Regions from separate parts of the Mus musculus genome. Here regions 2 and 3 are each linked to region 1. Evidence: chromatin contacts called from public HiChIP or PLAC-seq data. All regions are on one chromosome and are shown on one strand. The core of a region is the stretch at or near the end of the contact, and the rest is flanking DNA. Distances in the headings are between cores, read along the strand shown. Region 1 holds the start of Ccn4 (cellular communication network factor 4). Region 2 overlaps Tg (thyroglobulin). Region 3 has its middle 32 kb from the start of Gm31342.

Region 1 (2,818 bases), core at 100-2,599:
AAGAAATGAGGTCCCCAAACAGCCTCAATTCATGTGGATCCCCTAGATCTCTCAGTTACTGGACCACCAACCAGGCAGCATGCACCAGCTGATATGAAGCCCCCAACAAATATAAAGCAGAGGACTGCTGGGTCTGGATTTAATCAGAGAAGATGCAACTAACCCCTCAAGAGACTGGAGGCCCCAGGGAATTTAGAGGTCTGGTGGAGTGGGGGTAGGGGGTGGAGACATCCTCATGGAGATGGGGGGGGGCAGGAAGGAGGTATGGGATGTGTGGTAGTCAGAGGGTGGACCGAGAGGGGAATAAAATGATTTCAGTGGGTACAGCCACTGCAGCTCCAAACAGACAGCATCCCCCAAACAAGCAGCAACACTGAGCTACCAGGAAACACGAGAGGGGAGTGGTTTGTGCACAGAAGGAAAACTTCATACTTGGTAGGGGACAGGCAGCAGTGAGCAGGTGCCATGGAGTCTGGACGAAGAGAAGAACATAGGACAGGCACTGGCTGGCAGTACCTAGGAGATGACCTTCATTGTCCATAATGCCAGGCTGAGAACCACTCTGGTTTTTCTGAGATGCAGGAACAGGAGAGCAAGGGAACAGGGGAATCTGAGACAGGAGACTGAACAGCACCCTTGAGAAGATGCAGAGGCTATAGATCTGGGTCCTCAAAAGATTCCTCCCCATCCCCCAAACCCCCCAACTCCCACCCCCACACACCCCCACCCTGCCATCTCTTTGTTATGCAAACTTGAGATTTCTTTGACTAGGGTCTGGAAAGAACCAAGGCCAGGAGTTCTGTCCTTCCAAGAATAAAAAATATTCAAAGACACTGAAGACAGGCTAATGGACTGAGGATCCCTGGCAGAGCAGCCTGGCTGGGAGAGGAACTGAACCAGTGGGTATGGCCTTGAGGAGCAGGGCAGACCCTGCTGACAGATCGCACCTCCAGGCGTGTCAGTGATAAATTCTTGTCATTTCTGGCTGGAATAAGAACCTTTTTTGCTTGCCTCTGACTCAGAGGTGGGGAGACAGTGAAGAAAGGCTAGCACAGGGAAGAGCTAAGTGAGATGCAAGTCCTCCCACCCCACCCCCATCCCCAGAGCCCTCTCAAAGTCCTCACAATGCCTCTACCTTCCCTACCTCCAGCCCGCACCCTTCTGTTTCCTCCCTCCTGTCCGGAGAGCCTGAGCCCTCCTAGAGCGTGGAGGATGCTGGGTGAGAATTCATTCACCTTACCCTGTGGAGTCTGGGACTTTCCCTTTAAGAGCTGTCAGAGCGGGGAGGCTGGCCAAGCTGGGCTGGAGGTGGGGACAGAGGAAAGAAAAAGAGAGAGGGGGAGAGTAGCAGAAAAAGTTTTTTTAGAGGAAAATGCAGGGCTAGTCTGTTGGCCTGACGTCAGATGTCGCTTTGACAAACGCCCCCGGGGGCTGAGGAAGGCTCTCCGCTGCTCTGATGGGCCAGCCCAGTCCTGGCCCAGCTCCCTGGAGAGGCATCCGCATCCTCTGGGCTGAGCCGTAGCTCCTGTGACGCTGACTTCCAGGCATGAGGTGGCTCCTGCCCTGGACGCTGGCAGCCGTGGCAGTCCTGAGGGTGGGCAACATCCTGGCCACGGTGAGTCCTGCTTAGAAGGGATCAGTGAGGGGACCTGATCCCTTCCTGCCTGGTTCTGAGGCCCGAGGGACTGGGGGGTCAAGACAAGGTGGGTTGGAATAATGAACAGCGGGAGGAGAGAGATTCTTGAGTCTGAAGAAGGTGGTGGAGTGGGGCAGAAGGCGCATCCCTTGAGAGAGACACCCTGTTTCCTATATTCACAGACAATATACAACAAAATAAGGGCCTGGGGATCTGCACCCTGGACTGGCCCTGTGATCTTGGGTGGGTCACTCACGAATTCAAAGCAGCATAAAATGAGGGGTTGCTAAGAACATCCAGAGCCTACCAGTTTAAAAACTCCAGGACTCGGAGCATCTGAGGTCCCCCAAAGAGAGGTGCTAAGAAACCCCAGGACAAGATGTGAAGGAGCACGCCAGCTTTTAGCAAATCTCCACCAAGCAAGCAAGGTTTGGGTTTACCACCATGAGCACCTTGTGACCCTCCATGGTCTGTTCCTGTCCTGCCATTTCCAGAAGGCATCTGGGTCCTGGAGAGAGGGACATCAGTTTGCACCTTCCAGAGACAGGGAAGGAGACACGTGGCAAAGCAGGGAAGCCTGCTGGAGCAAAGCCGGGGGTGGCTGGGCAAGAGGGCAAGCTGCTAGGGGCAGTGAGTGATGTGGGCAGCTGAACAGAAGGGAGGCAGCTTCCAGCAGCAGGGTGAGCTGCTGGGCAGCTGCTGAGTCTGAGGTTGCCACATGAGGGCCAAAGACAAAGGCTGACACTGACACTGAGTTATACCAAGAACTTCTTTGGGGTGCTAACATGCGTATTCCAGGAGACTTGGAGTTACGGTACAGCAATCTGCCTGTGAGCACAGGAACTCAGTCCATTTCCACTGAAGCTCAGAACTAGACATGTCTGGGACTGGGTAACAGGCACCTTGAGGTGTTACGTGGAGACAATGAACATGTGCAATTTGTACCCAAGTCCTCTAGCCTGTGCACGATGCTTGTTCATGATAGCATCTAACCCTACGACAAGAAAGATTACCAGCTCTATTCACAAAGGATGACCAGAAGCAAATGAATGGCCCAGGGTCGGAATGAGCAAGTGGCCTGGGTCACACTGGCATCTCTTGTGGCACACTTTCAGCACTCAGCCGTCCCAACGTTCCCTAAGCCTAGAGTCCAGGAAGTTAAGCAAGCAGGCCTGCCTCTGC
Region 2 (2,818 bases), core at 130-2,629, 200 kb before region 1:
GGAACGAGAGTGGGCAGGATATTAAGACGATTGATGTGGTGGGGAAACTAGTGTGTGCACTTCCAAAAATCATAGCCTGGCCTGGAAAGTGAGAAGATCCCCAGGAATCTATTGTGGTAGCTCAGTAGAGTCTGGCCTGGTTTTCTCTATTGTCCCCAATCATGTGATGCATAATCTTTATTTATAATTCAGGATGTTACTTGAATATCAAGTACTGACTTATCCATCACATGAGCACATGTAAAAATAAGAAAATGTATTATTATATTTTATAATAAACTCAATAAAATCCTGCCATGGAGGCAATGCCTGTGAGCCCAGCACACCCTGGCAGGTGGATCACCAGTTTGAGTCCCATTTGGGTGAAAAAAAAAAAAAAGCAGTGCTGTACCTAAAACAAAATAAAACCCAACCAAACGAAACCAAAATATAAAAAACAAAAACGAAAACAAAACAAACAACAACAACCCCCCCCCCCAAAAAAAACCAAATCGATGTTCTAGCCAAGGACACAAAGCTAAGAGCTTAACAGTCACCTTGATGACTGAGGTGTCCTTCTACTCTGGGCTGTGGGTCTATACTAGGAATCTTTGGAGAGCCAAAGTTCTCACCAGACCCACAAGCCCATCTGTATCTCATACAGGGGCAGACTGCTTGGGAAATATCCTGAAAGGAGGTGACATCTTCATACCCCTGTAGGAATGGGAGGACTTTGGGGAACTCTTAGTGACTGAGTATAGATGGGGACTAGAAACTGCCCAAGTTATCAGAGAATCCCGAAGTGCTCTGGAAATCTAACTCTTGATTAGGTGCTAGGAAACACTGCTCATTCAAACCCAGCGGAGGGGAGCAAACTTGGAACCTTCATGTCATGAGGCCTGAAGTTGGCCAGGCTCAGTTCTGAGTGTTAAAGTGGGAGTTGTAGTGGACAACAGCTGAACTGTGAGCCCTGAGGTACAGAGGATGGTGGTCCCTGGATTTGTAATGTAGCTGGAGGTGCTGCTTACGACTCACCTTTTCTGCCTGTCTGGTGAAACTGAGAGACAGTGGACTTATCCAGTGAGGAGTCATAGAAGGAGGGAAAAGAACTAGGCCCTGACAGAGCAGGACACAATGAGAAAGGGCTTGGGGAACAATCAAGGGAAGCAGATGGGTAGGCAGAGCTGGGTTTAAGTCTGGGAGGTACCCATGCCTCTTCTCCATCGCTGCTCCTAGGCCCACAGTGTCCACTGCCATTCTCTGGGTCAGATGTGGCTGATGGAGTGATCTTCTGCGAGACAGCCTCTAGCTCAGGAGTGACGACTGTTCAGCAGTGCCAGCTGCTGTGCCGCCAGGGCCTCCGGAGTGCGTTTTCACCAGGGCCACTGATTTGTAGCCTGGAGAGTCAGCACTGGGTGACACTGCCACCACCCCGAGCCTGTCAAAGTGAGTAGCACTGGGGAGACTCATCCTTCACTCTCAGGGCTATTGTTAGAGACTTCCTGCCACTCAAGTACAGCCTTTTCACGTCAGGTGATCAGGGTTGGAGAGCTGGTCACATGGAGCACTGCTTCTAGACAGAGCAGACTAGATTTTATTGGTGGCTCCATGAGCCAAATGACATATGGGAAAGTTGACATTTTTCTAGGTTCCTTGTGGTTACTTGGACTGGGAACATATTCAGCTGGTGGCTGCCCCTGCTGCTGAGTTAGGGACCATATATAATGTGCTCTGAGCTTCCTGTGTACCTACAGTGAGCCCTAACCTCTCCCCACATTCACCTTGCTCTCCGTGGAGAATGCCTGGTAGGGGAGAGGTCCAAGACCTCTGCCAGGTGAGCATCAGTATCTCGAGTAAATGCAGGACTCTTCCTATGTGCAGTTTCTTCTGTTGTCACAGAGAACCCAGTCAACTCAAGTAAAGACAAGCCCACCTACACATGTAGTAGTGTTGCGGTAGCATGGGACATAGCATAGCCAAGTCAGACTGTGAGTAGCCCCAGATGAACTAGACAGCTGGCACCTTATACTTGACCTTCCTGGGGTCAGTGGTAGGAAAGGTATCTGACGTGGAGACCCACATTCTGGGACTGACCTACATCACAAGACTGTAGCTGACTGCCAGAGTGCCCAGGATAGAATTAGGGTTATAGAGGATTCTCATACAGAAAACGTTTATGATGTGGTTTGAACAAATATGTGGCCTGCCCCTTGATTATGACAGAGTGGTCCCAGCTGAAATTAAGACCAAGTCAACCTTCATTCAACACTGAGCAGCATTAGAGAGCATCCACTCCTATCCTGCTGAATTATGTGAGGTGATGGTATTTATACGCAAAGAAGTATGGGAGACTTTCCAGGGAGAATGTCAGAATCCCTATGAAGAGGCAACTTGATTCAGAGAGAGGAGCAGCTCTCAGCTTGCTGTGAGGAGGCTCAGTGATTCAGAGTTAAAGCAGTGAACCAGAAAGCCAAGGTTTATGTGCTTATGCTAACTTAGGAGGGACTATGCAGAAGGGAAAATAAATCCCCAGGAAGAAATCCTACAGACCTATTGCCCCAGCCCACTGACCTCTTGTGCTTGGCTGCAGGGCCTCAGCTGTGGCAGACCATGCAAACTCAAGCACACTTCCAGCTCCTGCTCCCACCAGGAAAGATGTGCAGTGTTGACTACTCCGGCTTGCTGCAGGCCTTCCAGGTCTTCATACTGGATGAGCTGATAGCCCGTGGCTTCTGCCAGATCCAGGTATGGGCCAGCCTTTCAATCACTGAGGGCTTGGTCTAAACTCAGCATCATTGTCAGGGAGCCTCAGATTGGGAAGAGGCTTTTTAGTACCCAC
Region 3 (2,818 bases), core at 156-2,655, 180 kb after region 1:
GGTATAGGAGACTTCTGAGAGTTTCCTTCTCCATGGAAAACAGCATATGTTTATAAACACTGTTTTGACCAGTGCTGGTGTTAGCATCAGAGAATATAATGAGAGATACCCCAGTGACAGAAGCATATTTTCTTCCGGTCATATAGTCCAAGATCAAGGTGTCACAGCCATATGAGGAGCATCTGCTCTCTTGACCACAGCTTCCAACGGCTCTCCTTGGCTGGTAGACATACCCCTCGGATGGCTGCCTCCATTTTCACAGGTGCTTCATCCTCTGTCTTCTCCTGATTCTAGGAAGAGTTCGGGAAGCCCAGAGTGATGCATCTAGGAACCATTAATTAAATCGGCAAAGATGTCATTTCCGAATGACAGCTCTGGGAGGATCTGCTCAAACCATATCAAAGATCCAAAGGCCTTTCTCAGCTTCCAGAGGAGGTCTTTGAAGAGGAAGGAGCCCTGTGACTCTGGGTCTGCGGATTAACCCTGTGCATTCACCATGTCCCACCCAAATGGTTAGAGCAGCAGGGTCCCTGCAGAGTGACATGTTCAGGGCCTATCACCTTGGAGAGCTTCATGGCTGTCTGAGTTACTTTTCTATTGCCGAGATGGAGCACTATGACAAAAAGTAACTTGGGGAAAACTTGTAACTCTCAGGTCCCAATCCATCACTGACAAAAATCAGGGCAGGAACTCAAGGTAGGAACCTGGAGGCAGGAACTGAAGCAGAAGCTAGGAGGATGGCTATATACTGCCATCCTGCCTATTGGCTTGCTCCTCATGGCTTGGGACTTCTTTCTTATACAATGCAGGGCCACCTGCCCAGGAATGGTACTGCCCAAGGTGGGAAGGTTAATGAGCCTAACCTTCCCACATTAATTATTAATGAAGACAACACCATCCAGTCTTGCCTATAGGCTAATCTTAGAGAGGCATTTTTCTCATATCTCTTCCTAGATATATCTAGGTTTGTGTTTTGACACAAGATTAACTAGCATAGGACTTGAGAGGTGGCTGAGTGATTTTTGGCCACCTTGTCAAACTGACTTCCATACCAGGAATCAAGCTGAGTGCCAGCAAGACTGACTTGTCCATCCTCGATCGATACAGGAAGGAGATCCCATACTATTGCCATTTTATCCTTGGAGAAATTGGGGCTTGCCATCAGTTCTTACCTAAGCACTTGTTAGGTTGATGAGGACCAAAGAAACCCAGATTCAAGGCACTCACATCTTTTCACAGACTCCAGCAAGGCTCCTTTGTTTTGAAAACTTTCTCTTTTGTTTTCCATGAAATTCAAAGCTGGGTGGGTAAAGAAAGGAATTTGATAAACCTCTGCTGCCTGGAGTTCTTCCCAGAGGCCTGGGGGCAGACAACCAAGTTCTGCTTGACACACCCTCTCTGCCTGAAAGGCTTTTAAACAGCTATTCCTGCCCCACCAGGGCCCCTGGGTTCCTGTTTAAGGCGCTGCACAGGGGCAGCCTGGAGTGTATTGTGGTTCTGAGAACTGTCTCTCCAAGATCCATATACTCCTGACTGTTCATCTTCCTAGATTCTTCATGCAAAGCCTTGAGAGGAGAGAGGTTAAGAGCCTGCCTGGTTAAAGTGGATCCCAGGATGCAAAGTGACTTCTGCCAAAACCACAGAGCCCCTACAGCCAGCCCACAAACAGCTTTCAAAACAGCGGTGGCCATGGGATCCAAGGTGATGAGCAGAGACTGGAGAAAGGTGCCCTCCTTCTCCAGACCTGAGAACATCTCTCCTTTGCCCAAGTGTGTGCTCAGCAGCTTGAACTTCCAAACAAGAACTTCTCCCCAGGATCAAGAATTCAGCCCTGCCCAGCAAGAACTCTGCCCCAGGAGACCTCGGCTGGTGAGCCAAACAAGAGTCCACATTAACACCTTTGTTTTTATTGTTTTCTTTCCAAAATGCCAAGGCCCATTCAGCAACAGCCCAGACTTGCTCCTTGATAATGAAGGGCTTTTGACCTGGGAGACCTCCAGAAAGCAGCTCTTCTCTGGAAGCAGTAAGAACACCTGTAGGAGAAGCCAGGCTCCAAGTCTTGCCATTGCCTTTCCCTATGATGAGCCTGGTCCAAAGGTGCTTATGAGTGAGGGGGGCCATCCTCAATGACCTCAAGTCTGCTTATTAAATAGATGTCTAACAACTCTAACTCTGGTTCTTTTGTTATCCAGGAATTTCTCATCTCTAAGTAATTGCTCAAATATGTACTTGGCTGATGATCTTGGGCAAAGTGCTACACTCTTAAAAGATTTTCCTATATTTTTATTTTATGCATATAGATGTTTTGCCTTCACGTACATCTATGCACCGTACAGGAACTCGGTGCCCTCAAAGGCCAAAAGCTGTTGAATCCCTTGGGACTGGAGTTACAGACAGTGGTGAGCTTTCATGTGGGTATGGAAAATTGAACCCAGATCTCCTGGAAAAGTAGCTGAATTAAAAAAAAAAAAATGAAATAAAAGGAGATCATGACTACTCCTAAAGTACAGTGAAGATTTTTTTTTTTTTTTTTTTTTTCTGAGACAGGGTTTCTCTGTATTGTCCTGGCTGTCCTGGAACTCACTTTGTAGACCAGGCTGGCCTCAAACGCAGAAATCCGCCTGCCTCTGCCTCCCGAGTGCTGGGATTAGAGTGTGCCACCATGCCCAGCTGAAGATTTTTATTGTAGATCTAAGGGGGGGAAAAAAAAAAACCAACCAAAAACCAAAAAACAAGCAGAGAGATGAGTCCAGGCTGAACACTACCTAAACCATGAGAGGAGAAGGGTAAGATGAGCCAGAGAGGAGAGCCCCTGACT

The links. HiChIP or PLAC-seq counts read pairs in DNA pulled down with a chosen protein or histone mark.
Region 2: a contact with region 1 is called in an H3K4me3 HiChIP or PLAC-seq map of the SCID.adh cell line, with 3 times the contacts expected there. The contact joins the enhancer-like site here to the promoter of Ccn4 in region 1. A contact is called at or near these places in 3 of 39 promoter capture datasets (embryonic stem cells, neural stem cells and stem cell-derived epiblast-like cells), 2 of 15 datasets of contacts at CTCF or cohesin (CD8 T cells and the NIH/3T3 cell line), 34 of 484 Hi-C or Micro-C datasets (the G1E-ER4 cell line, Th17 cells, bone marrow and 20 more), 22 of 115 datasets of contacts at active chromatin or transcription factors (the 230-238 cell line, CD8 T cells, the HPC-7 cell line and 18 more) and 4 of 9 other capture datasets (adipose tissue, embryonic stem cells, liver and 1 more).
Region 3: an H3K27ac HiChIP or PLAC-seq map of embryonic stem cells shows a contact between it and region 1, with 3 times the contacts expected there. The contact joins the enhancer-like site here to the promoter of Ccn4 in region 1. A contact is called at or near these places in 2 of 15 datasets of contacts at CTCF or cohesin (the NIH/3T3 cell line and liver), 5 of 484 Hi-C or Micro-C datasets (bone marrow-derived macrophages, liver and muscle stem cells), 10 of 115 datasets of contacts at active chromatin or transcription factors (craniofacial prominence, differentiating embryonic stem cells, double positive thymocytes and 5 more) and 4 of 9 other capture datasets (adipose tissue, bone marrow-derived macrophages, embryonic stem cells and 1 more).

The regions. Positions count from the first base shown.
Region 1 is chr15:66,890,020-66,892,837 of GRCm38.p6, forward strand. Ccn4 (cellular communication network factor 4) reads left to right here and starts at 1,350. Exons shown (of 5, transcript NM_018865.3): 1 at 1,350-1,615. The coding sequence starts at 1,547. It overlaps Gm46514 (a long non-coding RNA gene), which reads right to left and starts at 1,312. Exons shown (of 3, transcript XR_001781648.2): 1 at 1,241-1,312.
Region 2 is chr15:66,693,527-66,696,344 of GRCm38.p6, forward strand. Tg (thyroglobulin) reads left to right here. Exons shown (of 48, transcript NM_009375.2): 17 at 1,216-1,425; 18 at 2,570-2,724. Among named protein-coding and RNA genes, the nearest start is that of Tg, 24 kb to the left of the region's middle. Within about 2 kb of position 1,380, at least 13 of the 459 cell types and tissues checked have an H3K27ac peak or open chromatin away from gene starts, as enhancers often do. A contact at or near this core is called in the SCID.adh cell line and regulatory T cells, where this site is marked.
Region 3 is chr15:67,069,891-67,072,708 of GRCm38.p6, forward strand. No RefSeq gene overlaps it. Among named protein-coding and RNA genes, the nearest start is that of Gm31342, 32 kb to the left of the region's middle. Within about 2 kb of position 1,406, at least 24 of the 459 cell types and tissues checked have an H3K27ac peak or open chromatin away from gene starts, as enhancers often do. A contact at or near this core is called in embryonic stem cells, where this site is marked.